Regions from separate parts of the Mus musculus genome. Here region 2 is linked to region 1. A link is a contact called in public HiChIP or PLAC-seq data. All regions are on one chromosome and are shown on one strand. Each heading gives the region's core, a stretch centred on a gene start, on an enhancer-like site or on the middle of the called end of the contact. The rest is flanking DNA. Distances are from core to core; before and after follow the strand shown. Region 1 overlaps Gm33655 (a long non-coding RNA gene). Region 2 overlaps Gm33655 (a long non-coding RNA gene).

Evidence for each region. HiChIP or PLAC-seq counts read pairs in DNA pulled down with a chosen protein or histone mark.
Region 2: a contact with region 1 is called in an H3K4me3 HiChIP or PLAC-seq map of the SCID.adh cell line, with 9 read pairs. The contact joins two enhancer-like sites. A contact is called at or near these places in 1 of 15 datasets of contacts at CTCF or cohesin (stem cell-derived epiblast-like cells), 8 of 115 datasets of contacts at active chromatin or transcription factors (the SCID.adh cell line, bone marrow-derived macrophages, craniofacial prominence and 5 more) and 1 of 9 other capture datasets (embryonic stem cells).

What each region holds. Positions count from the first base shown.
Region 1 is chr4:114,648,626-114,655,922 of GRCm38.p6, forward strand. All of the region lies in intron 1 of Gm33655 (a long non-coding RNA gene), which reads right to left. Among named protein-coding and RNA genes, the nearest start is that of Gm12829, 28 kb to the right of the region's middle. Within about 2 kb of position 4,371, at least 84 of the 459 cell types and tissues checked have an H3K27ac peak or open chromatin away from gene starts, as enhancers often do. A contact at or near this core is called in the SCID.adh cell line, where this site is marked.
Region 2 is chr4:114,873,136-114,880,432 of GRCm38.p6, forward strand. The region is part of intron 1 of Gm33655 (a long non-coding RNA gene); the gene reads right to left. Among named protein-coding and RNA genes, the nearest start is that of Gm33655, 27 kb to the right of the region's middle. Within about 2 kb of position 2,801, at least 5 of the 459 cell types and tissues checked have an H3K27ac peak or open chromatin away from gene starts, as enhancers often do. A contact at or near this core is called in the SCID.adh cell line, where this site is marked.

The sequences.
Region 1 (7,297 bases), core at 3,121-5,620:
ACTATTCAGGACTAGGGTCAGTTGGGACAGCAGGAGAGGGCCTTGTGCTGGGGCACCCAGCGGGGCTCTTCCATGCCTGGGCAGCACTGTGGCCAATATTGACTTTTGTAAACACCATTTTGCACCGAGCTCAGGGCTAGGGCGGGGGCGCCCTGACCCGGGGGCGGAGGCAACGGCTCCGCATTTAGACGAGGCCATTAGCAGCGATCGATGGCTGCGCCGCGCGCTCTGGCCGCTGGGCGCTCCCAAATGAAGGTTAAGTTTGCTCTGCGCCCCTGCGAGGCAGGCCATGCGGCCGCATAATGGCCCCAGGACCGGCGGCGGCCCACATGCCCAGGTTAAGCTCAAGCGGCTTGGTGGGGAGGATGCAGAGAGAATGGAGCTTGTCGCTGCAGACACAGACAGGGAAGGCTGAGCAGGCATGCTTTAGAAATGTGAGCACCCTGGTCTGGCTCCCTGTGGGTCACTTGCTGGGCTCTTGTGGTACTTGTCTGATTGTTTGGTGTGTACTGGGCCTGTACCTTGGCTTCTGTGCACCTGTTGGAATGTATGGTCTGCGGTGTGTGTGTGTGTGTGTGTGTGTGTGTGTGTGTCCGTCCGTGTGTCCCTCCAGCCTGGTCCTGATCATCTAGAGGGGCTGCCTGGAACTCTGGAGCTAGCCTGTCTGGGAACCAAGAGGCCTGGATGCTACTTTTCTGACTGCCACCCCTCTCTATCCAGCCTAGATCTCATTCCTTAGAACCTGACGACCCTACCCTAGCCCGACAGGGACGTGTTCACACGTGTAGTTGTGAGTGCCTGGGCTGTGGGAGTAACTGGAGGCTGCGTGTGAAAGGGTATGGCTGTTCAGAAATGATGAGTCTGGTTCTGCAGCAGCTCCAGGCTGGAAAGTATCCCCTGGGCCCTGTTGAGCGTCTCTCTGTAACCTAGGCAGCTTTGTGCCACAAATCGACAGCTCAGAGCCAGGTTTCCTGGCAGTTTCATCTGTCAGCTCCACCTCAGATTGAGCACAGTTGCCACTTTGCATATTTAATGAGTGCCCCCAAAGTGCCAGTGTTTCGAAGCTGTCACATTAATTCTCATATTTACTCTTCTCTCCACTTTGTGCAAATGAGGAAATGGAGACTCGGAGAAGGGAACGAGTTGGCAAAACAATGAAAGCCGACCAGTGAAGGGAGTGGGGTTCAAACCGTGCTGCTTGTACCAGGTCCCTTCCTTGCACCTTGCTGGCCTGAGGCTGCGACCTTGGGCAACAGGCAATGTGAAGTGCCAGCTTCTTGGCAAGCTGCAGGAGGCTGTGTTCTAGAAGGCAGTCATCGGAATGTGATAGAGATAGGAAAGATTCCCCAGCCAGTCTCCCCACTAGAAGCTGAGTGCCTTATTAGCTACTTAGACAAAATCCTGGTTCTGCCATGGCCCAGACTCCCATCAACAGGAAAGTCTGGCAGACCGCTGAGCTCTGAGCAAAAGAGGTAACAGTTTGAGTAGGAAGGGTCATATACTAATTCCTAGGGACCTAAAAGAATATCTGTAGACATATTGTCACAGCAGATGACCTAACAGTATTGATGTCTTCTGCAATGGTTTTCCTGCAATGGTTGCAGAGAAGGGATATCCAAAGAAATATGAGGTTCGCTGTCTTTATATAGGGTGCTGGCTAGATGCCCTGGAACCAGGTTCTGTTTGAGTCTCTTTAAGACACAGTTAAAGAGGTCAGGTGCTCAGTGGTTTATGGCTTAGAATAGATGGACTTTTCAGTAGTGGCAGCTGAAGCCAAAGCACAGTGCAGAGTGGGAAGCCACGGGCTAGCAACAAAGACAAGATCAAGCCAGCAGAGGTGAAGGCTGCAGATGGAACACAGGGCAGAGCCTAAGAGAAAGCGCTGCTGCTGAGCTCCCAGATTTAAGACAAATCTCTCTCCAGCCCATGCCTGCTCCATGGTGCCCAGCGAGGACAAAGTGCTCCAGGAGGACCACTAGCCACACACACCCCTCACTGCTCCAAGCTTCGTGGAGCAGCTCTCCCCACTCTGGAGAAAGGCACATGGTAGAATGGATAAGGCCTTGGAGCTTCCAGACCAGCTTCTTGTAGGCAGATACCCTCCGAGTGACTCATAGCTCTCTAGCTGCCAAATGGCATAGGAGCTACTGGCTTCGTATATACGGTGCTGGTCCAGTGACGTGATGCATCACAACCTGTGGCTCATAAGGAACACTAGATAAACAGAAGCTCTCATCCTCTGAGCTTAGATCCAGCTGGATCAACAGGGTCTGCTCTGTCTCTTTCTTCCATCCAGTCTGTGAACTTATCCACCTCAGCTTCACCAGAGCCTGACCTTCAGGAAGGCTCAGTGCGACGAGAGCCCAGGAACTTCTTGCATAAAGATGGATGGATCCAGGCCATGTGAGTGAGACCCAGAAGAACCCCGCCCCCACCCAAAAGTGCGAGGAGCCAGGGGAGGGAACAGAAAGACAGGGCAGACCTCAGGAGGGGCAACAGCTTGAACACATTTTTCCCAGTTGAGGAGGCTAGAGAATGACTTCTCTGCTGAACTTTGACCTCCGAGTCACATATCTTCTTTGAACTGTCAGGCAGCCCCCAGCCCTGTCACTCTCCATCTAAGCTAGGCCAAAAGTGAAACTCCAGCCCTGCCCTGCAGCAGTTCCCATGAGCTCTATGCCTGGATGTCTTATGTGTGGGAGTGGAGGGGGGGTTACACATATCTTCCAACCAAGACCCACTGCACATCCCTGGCCCAAGCTCAGCTCTAACAGCCTGAGGTCCACGATGGATTCTCTCCAGCCTGGAAAGAGAGAGTTAAGTCACAGTCCAGGACTGACCAGGAGTCCTGCTCCCCACCACACCTATAGGGACCTAGGGAACTTAGGGAGCTTTTCTCACCAAACTGTATGGGTTACAATTTGCCTGAAGAAAGGCATCCTGAGTGGGAGAATCATGTAGAGAATGAAAGTACACAGCTTGGCGTGTTTGCTTCCTTCCCTCAGATGGTGAGGAGGGGAGGCATGGGCTCTTGTCTCCCTTGTATCGCCAGTATCTCCTCTCACAGAAACTCGGGCATTGAAGCAGGGCAGGCATTATACCCTAGTTTTACTTGTAAGGAAGCCAGGGTTTATAAGATTAAGGGAGTCTATCCAAGAACAAGTGGCCTGGCTCCAAACTGGCAGAGCCAGGACTCTAATGTGACCAAGGCTCAGCATGCCTGGCTGCAGCGAGAGCAGAGCAAAGTGGACATCCCAGTGTTTCAAGCCCATAGCATCTGTTCTGCCTGCCAGCAAGCACAGGTCCTCCTGGCTCCTGGGAGGGAGTCTCCTTGCGAGAAGATGGAAGGGCCCATGATTCAATACTAGCTGAACCCAGAGTTCCTCTTTGTGTAAGCAGTCTCTGCATCTGGTCACACCTAGCATCCAGAAGTGTTCTGTAAATATCTGTTGAATGACTGAGGTCACAATTCTTTCTAGAACATTCATGAAAGAAGCAACAATGTGATAGAAATGGGAAAGCAAACATGGAAGATAGAGGTGGATTGATGTGAAAGATTCACTAAGTTTGTCATCTGAAGTTTTTCTCTTTTCTTCCTATCTTTCTTTTTTAACCTATTACCTTCCTTTACTATAACAGGCACTGGTGGTTTGAATGAGAAATGTCCCCCATGGGTACATATATTTGAACACTTGATTCCCCAGTTGGTAGTGCTGTTTGGGGAAGTGGAACCTTTAAAGGATGAAACCTTGCTAGAAGAACAACATCACTTTTGGGAGGATTTTGAGAGTTTATCCTGCATATCAAATATTTGCATTAAAATTTGTAGCAGTAGCAAAATTATAGTTATGATGTAGCAATAAAATAATTTTATCACGGGGAAGAGGTGTTTACATGAGAAACTGTATTAAAGGGTCACAGCGTTAGAAAAGTTTGAAAACCACTTGTTTCTAGCCTTGCCCTACTTCCTGCTCTGTCTTTGCTGCTTCCTGTATGCAAATGAGATGTGGTCAGCCTGCTGCTTCCTGTTTCTGCTGCCAAGAAGTAGGAACTGTTATAATTCCAATTATCAGATCTAGAAACAGAGACCAAGAAATTAAGTAGCGTTTTCAAAGTAATTTAATGGTGGGGCTGGGCCGGCAATATGATTAAGTGTGTAAAGAGGTTTGCTGCCAAACTTGAAGATTTGAGTTCAATCCCCAGGACTCAAATGGTAGAAAGAGAAAGCTGATTCACAGATTGTCCTCTGACCTCCACACATGTTCTTTGGTGACACCCACCCACACAATGGGTATGATAATGTAAAGGAAAGTGGTGGAGTCCTGACTTACATGTGGTAGTCGAACTTCAGAACAAAAGAAGAAAGTCTGTTTCAGCTGCAAATCGCTCACAGATGACAGGCTAAGATGTGTAAGCAGTTGAAGCTGGACAGGAAACAGACCTGAGAAACACACAGGGTTCTCTCTAATGTGGAGATTTGGAGCACTGATTTCACTGTCGTTTCACTATTGCTATTGGTGTTGCCTCTCTGCCTGCCCTGTGGGACAAAATGAGCTATTTTTACAGGTCTATATGAAGTCAGGTATGGTGGTGTATGCCTTTGATCTTAGCACTTGGGAAGCAGATGAAGGCAGATGTCTGAGTTTTAGGCTAGTGTGATGGTTTGAATGAAAATGGCCTCCATAGGCACATAGGAAGTGGCACTGTTGCAAAGTGTGGCCTTGTTGGAGGAAATGTGTTATTGGGGATGAGCTTTGAAGTTTCAAGTGCTTAAGCCAGACCAAGTCTCTCTCTCTCTTCTTGCTGCCTGCCAGATCCAGATGTAGAATTCTCAGCACCATGTCTGCCCACACGCTGCCATGCTTGCCACCATGAAAGTCAATGAACTAAACTTCTGAACTGTAAGCAAGCCTCAATTAAATGCTTTCCTTTATAAGAGTTATAAGTGGAGCATGATCATCTCGTTAGATGCAGAAAAAGCATTTGACAAGATCCAACACCCATTCATGATAAAAGTTTTGGAAAGATCAGGAATTCAAGGTCCATACCTAAACATGATAAAAGCAATCTACAGCAAACCAGTAGCCAACATCAAAGTAAATGGAGAGAAGCTGGAAGCAATCCCACTAAAATCAGGGACTAGACAAGGCTGCCCACTTTCTCCCTACCTTTTCAACATAGTACTTGAAGTATTAGCCAGAGCAATTCGACAACAAAAGGAGATCAAGGGGATACAAATTGGAAAAGAGGAAGTCAAAATATCACTTTTTGCAGATGATATGATAGTATATATAAGTGACCCTAAAAATTCTACCAGAGAACTCCTAAACCTGATAAACAGCTTCGGTGAAGTAGCTGGATATAAAATAAACTCAAACAAGTCAATGGCCTTTCTCTATACAAAGAATAAACAGGCTGAGAAAGAAATTAGGGAAACAACACCCTTCTCAATAGTCACAAATAATATAAAATATCTTGGCGTGACTCTAACTAAGGAAGTGAAAGATCTGTATGATAAAAACTTCAAATCTCTGAAGAAAGAAATTAAAGAAGATCTCAGAAGATTGAAAGATCTCCCATGCTCATGGATTGGCAGGATCAACATTGTAAAAATGGCTATCTTGCCAAAAGCAATCTACAGATTCAATGCAATCCCCATCAAAATTCCAACTCAATTCTTCAACGAATTGGAAGGAGCAATTTGCAAATTTGTCTGGAATAACAAAAAACCTAGGATAGCAAAAAGTCTTCTCAAGGATAAAAGAACTTCTGGCGGAATCACCATGCCAGACCTAAAGCTTTACTACAGAGCAATTGTGATAAAAACTGCATGGTACTGGTATAGAGACAGACAAGTAGACCAATGGAATAGAATTGAAGATCCAGAAATGAACCCACACACCTATGGTCACTTGATCTTCGACAAGGGAGCTAAAACCATCCAGTGGAAGAAAGACAGCATTTTCAACAAATGGTGCTGGCACAACTGGTTGTTATCATGTAGAAGAATGCGAATCGATCCATACTTATCTCCTTGTACTAAGGTCAAATCTAAGTGGATCAAGGAACTTCACATAAAACCAGAGACACTGAAACTTATAGAGGAGAAAGTGGGGAAAAGCCTTGAAGATATGGGCACAGGGGAAAAATTCCTGAACAGAACAGCAATGGCTTGTGCTGTAAGATCGAGAATCGACAAATGGGACCTAATGAAACTCCAAAGTTTCTGCAAGGCAAAAGACACCGTCAATAAGACAAAAAGACCACCAACAGATTGGGAAAGGATCTTTACCTATCCTAAATCAGATAGGGGACTAATATCCAACATATATAAAGAACTCAAGAAGGTGGACTTCAGAAAATCAAATAACCCCATTAAAAAATGGGGCTCAGAACTGAACAAAGAATTCTCACCTGAGGAATACCGAATGGCAGAGAAGCACTTGAAAAAATGTTCAACATCCTTAATCATCAGGGAAATGCAAATCAAAACAACCCTGAGATTCCACCTCACACCAGTCAGAATGGCTAAGATCAAAAATTCAGGTGACAGCAGATGCTGGCGAGGATGTGGAGAAAGAGGAACACTCCTCCATTGTTGGTGGGAGTGCAGGCTTGTACAACCACTCTGGAAATCAGTCTGGCGGTTCCTCAGAAAACTGGACATAGTACTACCGGAGGATCCAGCAATACCTCTCCTGGGCATATATCCAGAAGATGCCCCAACAGGTAAGAAGGACACATGCTCCACTATGTTCATAGCAGCCTTATTTATAATAGCCAGAAGCTGGAAAGAACCTAGATGCCCCTCAACAGAGGAATGGATACAGAAAATGTGGTACATCTACACAATGGAGTACTACTCAGCTATTAAAAAGAATGAATTTATGAAATTCCTAGCCAAATGGATGGACCTGGAGGGCATCATCCTGAGTGAGGTAACACATTCACAAAGAAACTCACACAATATGTATTCACTGATAAGTGGATATTAGCCCCAAACCTAGGATACTCAAGATATAAGATATAATTTGCTAAACACATGAAACTCAAGGAGAATGAAGACTGAAGTGTGGACACTATGCCCCTCCTTAGATTTGGGAACAAAACACCCATGGAAGGAGTTACAGAGACGGAGTTTGGAGCTGAGATGAAAGGATGGACCATGTAGAGACTGCCATAGCCAGGGATCCACCCCATAATCAGCATCCAAACGCTGACACCATTGCATACACTAGCAAGATTTTATTGAAAGGACGCAGATGTAGCTGTCTCTTGTGAGACTATGCCGGGGCCC
Region 2 (7,297 bases), core at 1,551-4,050, 220 kb after region 1:
ATAGAAACCATCACACTTATCTTCCCTCTCAATCCTTCAACCCTACCCCCAATATTTTCTCCTTCCATCTTTATATCATTATTTTTATAGCCCACTGAATTTGATTAGTGCTGCCTGCATACACATGGATGTGGGTGATTCATTGGAGCATGGACAAACTACCAGCAGCCACACTTCCAAAGAAAAATGACTTACCCTCTCCCAACAGCCATTAATGCCAATAGCTCCTGAGCTGGAGGTGCAGTTTCATAAGCCCATCTCCCACCCATGCTGGAATGTTGCCTGCCTTGCCCTTGTGCAGGTAACCATAGTTGCAGAGAGTTATAAATGCAGCTGTGCTGTTGTGTCCAGAAGACAGCATTTCACAGCATCCCCTCGCTCTTACATTTTTTTAAAGATTTATTTATTTCATTTATATGAGTACACTGTAGCTGTCTTCAGACACACCAGAAGAGGGCATTGGATCCCATTACAGATGGTTGTGAGCCATCATGTGGTTGCTGGCAATTGAACTCAGGATCTCTGGAAGAGCATGCATCCAGTGCTCTTAATCACTGAGCCATCTCTCCAGCCCTCTCACATTCTTTCTACCCACTTCTTCCATCCTATTTCCAGAGCCTTGTGGGGGGGTAGGTAATATAAGTTTCCCATTAAGGGCTGGGCACTCAACAGTCACTTATTCCCAGCATGCTGACCAGATATGAATCTCTGCACTGACTGCCCACTGAAGAAGTTTCTGTGGCCAAGGTTGAAAACAACACTAATCCATGTGTGTGAACATAAGCACTTAGAAGGCAGTTTGACGTGTGCATTTAGGAAAATGACAATAGCTCACAGCCATGGGCTTTTGACAAGTATCAGGCATAAATTTCCTCTTTTGGAACATACCTCAAATCCAAGCTGAAAGCAGCTGGTTAGCCCTACAGCAGTCATGTCACTATGGCTCCTGTAAGGACTTACTTACTTGCCTGACAGGTCAGTGTTACAATATGCAAAGCCCAGCACTGGGCAAAACCACTGGTGTCTATTCTTCCCCTGTGGCCTGCATAGCAGCTTCCTGCGCTATGAAAACTAGCCAGTAGAGAACTCTCCAAGGTCATTTCCAGCTTGATTTCTCAAATCCTGCAACCAAAGTGTGGTTTGTCTTCAGCAGTAGACTCTCACCATCTAGCTAGAGTGGACAACCAAAACTTATCAAATGGTTTGTGTTGTTTGGGGATTCTCCGTGACCAGTAACTTTTAGGAAAATATTTCACACCTGGCACTGAGTTTTCATTTAATAAATCATGTCTTCTGTGGGAAGCATTTTCTACCCATGCAGAGTACCTCCATTTCTTTGTTTTTTAATTATATTTTTAATTAATTACAAAAGAGTGAGTTTTCATACATCTTTAGTTTTGGATAGTCCACCCCTACCCCTTTCTTTTCTTGCCCTCCTTCCCCCACTTCAATCCTTATTTAACAAAGATATAATTCTTTATTTAAAAATAAATAATAAATAAATAAATATCCACCTCATTAGAATTCAAATTTATTTTCACCCTTAATAAGTGATAATACTGTGCATATTCTAAGGAACATTTTCAATAATTTAAATAGTTTAAATGGATTTCGTGTCATACATTTTTGAGTTGTATATGTAATTTATGTATGTATATACCTAGGGTTAAGGAAAAGTCTGTTAGGTGAAAGAGGGCAAGTGGAAAACATTTAATAAACCCTGCTGTAGCCTAGGAAGTTTGTGCTAACTTGTCAGAGCTATAACAGAAAGCTAATTGATTGGAGCATTACCTTCATGCCTCCGGGACTCTGGGAAGAACTAACATGGCAGTTAGAGAATGCTTAGCCTCGAGCAGAGAAAGGGATCAGGAACTTCCCCATCGGTGCCATCCCAGCCCTGATCCCTCCATGATTCCCATGATCCTCCTCTGCTTGTTTCCACATCTGCTTATCCCTCCAAGATTAGAACAACTGAAGGCAGACAGGAAGTAGCATGATTATCTTGGTATCAATTATTCCAGCCACTTAGTAGGTAGTCAATAAATTGTAAATAAATGAGTGAATGGATGGTATTTGTCCACACACAGCAAAGCTTTAGTCATACAATTAAGTACAGATTCCTGACACAGAGTAACAAAACTCTACAATCCACTGAACCAAATGCAAGAGTGTAAAATGCTAGAAGTGGGATATGAAACCATCTGGGACTCGCAGGGAAGACGGATGGATGTCCCTCTTGTCTACATTACAGATTCCTGGTGGCTTTTCTTTTCTGACACGATGAAAGGGTAAGGCCTCCCATGTAGGTTTCACAGCTGCCTGCTTCCTCTGGTCACAGGTAAAGGAATACTGGTAGTCAAAGCTCCAAACATGGACCATGGAGATGCTGAAGTGCAAGGCCAACAGCCCTGGAACATTTCAGGCACAATAAATCATTACTTCACTTCATGTGCAAGTGTCCATTAATATTTGTCAGGGAATAATTTGAAGACCAGACAAGTGGTACAATTTATCTACAGTCACACAGCTCGCCAGTCTCATCTGATGGAGCCAGAAGGAATCTCATGACTGGAACAGCAGCCTGAGCAACTAACTTATCTGTGGCGTCTCTAGATTCACTCAACAAAAATACTTGCCAAGCCTTCTCTGAGTCCAGACTTGCTCTGTGTGTGTCGAGAACAGAGAGATGGCTCAACCCCGTGAAGAAATGTACCCTGAAAACTCACAGTATAAGAGTGGGGCATGGGGAGTCCCTGGAGAGCCAGGTGTCTGATGAGCATCAGATATAAAGCTCCTTTTGTAACAGCCTACCACATGAAAGTGGGCAGGCAAGATCTTTGAGAGAGGGAACTTCAAGCCAGAAGACAGCACACACAGATGCCCATAGATAAGAGAGCATATTCCAAAAACAAAACAAAACAAAACTAAACAAACAAACAAACAAACAACCTACAGGTCAATTGGAATGGCAGGAGGGTAGTGGCACAAACAGGGACAAAATAGAAGAGCAAGGAGCAGAAGAACCCTCAGGGCTGAGATTGCCCTCACACCCCAGGGCAATGGGACACTCTGTAAAGGAAGCATAAGAAGGCCTTGGTCAAATTTTATCTTTCTGAAATAACACCTATCTTGTACCCAGCATTTATGAACTCACAGCCACTCTTCCAACTGCACTGCATTTGATCCACACCGCAACAGCATTATCATCTTACAGCTTCTCAGTTTACAAATGCGGAAGTTGAAACACAGAAAGGTTGAATACCGTGTCCAAGGTCACACAGCTAGAAAGTGTCAGAAATGAGATTTGAACAGACAGTCTGGCTCCAGAGTCTAAGAGCTCACCCCAGCAGGAGTGTTGTCTCAGAAATCAGGGTCTGGACACGTTTGCATGACACTGGAGCCCTGCACAGAGCCAAGCAAAGGGGAGGCATGCATCCAGGCTGCCTGGCAAGTGGCCTGGCTCGGAGAGAGAAATACTGCTCTCCAAGACTCTGAGTACAAGGTCAATTGGACTTGGGTGGCCAATCACTGATGCTTCAGCCACACTTCCCCACCCTGCCCCCTCCATGCCTTGTGCCCACCAGCGCACAGTGCACCCTGAGCTTTGGAGCACTTAATCAGCTTCCCGGATTTCTCTGGGTTTCTCCCAGCTTGGATTTTCTGGAAGTTCTTTCCGCTTTGCTGCTGATCCTATCTCCCCGTGTGTTTCCCATTAGTGGAGCGATTAACACTCACTCATTTGCATAAGCTCAGAGGCCCCCCACACTCAGGAGCCTCTGCCTCTGCCTCTGCATGGCTGGAGAGAGGCTTGCAAAACATGCTTACGAGTCTTCTGGGGACCTACTTGTCCTTACCAGATGTCATAGGTTTCTCTCAAAGGTGGGGATGGTGATGGCACTAGGTGTAACGTCTGCTTTCCAATCCAGCACCCCAGCCGAAGAGAAGCTACCCAACATTTCCAGTTCTGTCAAGCCCACTCTTCATTTAAGAGAACAGTATTTGTTGAAAAATAAAATTGTGTGTATTCACAATTGATGTTTAAAAATATATAACATGGGCTGGAGAGATGCCTCAGAGGCTAAGAGCACTGGCTGCTCTTCCAGAGGTTCTGAGTTCAATTCCCAGCAACAACATGATGGCTCCAAACCATCTGTAATAGGATCCGGTGCCCTTTTCTGGTGTGTCTGAAGACAGCTACAATGTACTCATACTATATATATATATATATATATATATATATATATATATATATATATATATATACATATGTGTGTGTGTATGTATATGTATATATATATAAATCACAATCAAGCTACTTAACATAAATATGTCTCAAAGTTACCATTTGTGAGAACATGTAAGATTTGCAGTCTTAGCAAACTTCATTCATATGTTATGTGATGTAATTAGCCATGGTCACCATGAAGTTTTTAGCAATCCAGAATCTATCTGTGTTGCACTCCTGAAACTTGGTACCCTCTGTGCCATGCCTACCTCCAGCCACTGAGTCAACTTTCCTGAATTCACCTCATAATTAGATCATGAAGAACTTGTCTTTCTGGGCCCAGTGTGTTCCATTTTGTATTACGTCCTCCCGGTTTACCTACATTGTCACAAATGATATGCTTTCCTTCTTTTTCAAGGATGACTAGTGTGTGTGTGTGTGTGTGTGTGTGTGTGTGTGTGTGTGTGAGATGTTCTGATTCTTTCATCGGCAAACAGACTCTTGGGTTGTTTCCATATCTCGGGTGCTAGACTGTTGCAATGAGAACTGATGTGCAAACATCCTCTCCCTGTACTGACTAGTGTTCTCTGCCTATGGGATTGCTGGGTCCACCACAGCACAAAGGAGGCAACCTGTCCTCCTTGTTTATCAGGCCTTAGGAATCACCATTCTGGCATGATGAGCCCAAGCTGATGTATTCTCATGTGATTCTCATCATTTTCTTAAAGAAAAGAATTGTTATTCCCACTTTACAGACAGGAAAATTGATGTGTAGAGATGTAAAGTTACTAAAAGCAAAGTCACAGATACTTGTAAGCCCAGGCCTCCCTGGCTGCACAAGCCTGAGATGGCTGTCTTGGACCTACTGCCTTCACACTCAGCCTACCTCAAACCCAGGTCTCTCCAGAAACACAGGGAAGGTGCAGAGCCTTGTGGAGCTGCACTGTCCCCACCAGTAGGAAGTGACCTGGGCACATTAACATAGGCAAGAGTCAGACTTCTTCAACTCATGCCAGCCTCCTTAACTGCCCTGTACCATTAGTCACCTCCACATCACACCTGAAGACACTAAGGCACCTAGAGGTAGAGTTCACTGCCTAAGATCATGCAACTAGTAAGCAAATGGCTGAGCCAGGATTTGAACCAGACCTCATACCCCTTTCCACAGTACTACAGATGCTGAGATACTCAGAGATTAAGTAAAAAATGTCTCCCCTATGCCACACACACACACACACACACACACACACACCACCCAGGTGTTCTCAATGATCCAAGCCACTGTATCTGTCTAGCCAATTCCACCTACTTTACTACATCCAGGATGCCCCTGGGTGAGGATGCCTGGGGTGAGCTAGTATGGAGTTTCCAAGGAGTCAGATTGCTGCTGTGGAAGGAGGTGGCCAGCACACAGGAGGTGGGCAGCCCAGGGGCAGTCTCCCTATCAGGGCTTGTTGCTATTTACGTACTGTGGGCCTCAGATCCTGCTCATGATAGGAAGATTTGCTGCTGTTTTCCTGCACTCTCACCATGATCCATCTGTTACCTTTTAGAAGGGCCTCAGTGGCCCTGGCTGACTTGCTTGCAAGTAGATAGGAGGTCTCCTGCAGAACCCACCTTGACGCCCTCAGGCCTCCACCCCAGAAAACCTCCCAAGCTTCTTCATGCCTTGCATTACTATAGATCCCAAGTGCAAGGTACCAGGTTTCTAGGAATGGCCTGAAGGAAATGCTCCTAACGCTCCTGGAAACTGGCAGGTCCAAAAGATTCCCAGCACAGCCATCTGCTCCCACTAAAGCTTAGTATCCCATCTATCTGGACTGCCCAGAAGAACCAATAGTAGAATTGGGATAGGTGAAGGCACTGTGCACTAACAGGCCACATAGACACTGGGGAGGAGGAGAAGAAACTATTGCCAAGTATGAACACAACGCCTAAGAGCTTCCCAGAGGCCCAACTGTCTTTTCTTCCTCTACTTGCTCCTTAGACTTCTGAGAAGTCAGCCAAGACACTGAACTCAATGCCAGGGTCAGAATTCAGTTTCTGAGTCCCTCCTCAGGCCTCTTGTGTGACCTGGGGCAAGTACCTTCCCTTCCAAGGCTACTCCAAAATGAAGGCTTGGCCCCACAGCCACCTAGAACTCAGAACTCAAGGCCCCTGCTCCAGAACGACTGTGATCTTGTATCTAGGCTCTATGAGAGGCAGTCACTAGGGAGAGCACAGGTCATCATAGAAGTTTACAGTCACCCCCCTCCATTCCATCCCATTGTGGCTGGCCTCATTCTGTCCCTTTAGGTAAGAAAAAAACCAAGAGGCGAACTCTGGGACAGGCTTAGAAAAGATTCCCAGAGGGTTTTAGATTTGCCAGGGGGAGGCAGATCTGCTGGCTAGAAGCCCTCACCCCTGAAGACAAGCAACTGTCCCCTTAATCAAATACATACCCAGGACTCTAGAGAGAGCCAGTGGGAACTGACTCACTACTCTTGGACCTGCTTTCTGGCTCAGAGGAGGAAGTAGACCTTTTAATGGAAATGGCTGGAGCCTTTCCCTCTCTCAAGAAAAACTTTTTTCTAAAACTAATAATAACTTTTTAAAAAATTATTTTGGGTACACACAACAGTTTAGCCAAGTTGGGGATTCTGCTGCAGGCTCCCAACAATGAAGTCCAGGGCTCTTTCCTCCCATTGTCCTTAGGTTTCTCTCCTCTGTGGGTACAGGCCTTGGGACACTGATTACAGTCACATGACCAGAGACTATTGAGATGCTCTAAGAAATGATGGGCTAAGATGGACAGATATGGGCTGGAGAGGTGGCTCAGCGGCTAAGAGAACTAACTGCTCCTCCAGAAATCCCGAGTTCAAGTCCCAGCAACCACATGGTAGCTCATAGCCATCTGTAATGAGATCTGATTCTCTCTTCTGGTGTGTATGAAACAGCTACTGTGTACTCATATACATAAAAAAAAGTTTAAAAGAAAAAGAAGCCTGCTTAAGTTGGTGATCTTAACTAAAATAACATCAACTTTCATTGAAAAAAGATGGACTACCCTCTTCTTAAGACCCACCTCCTCAA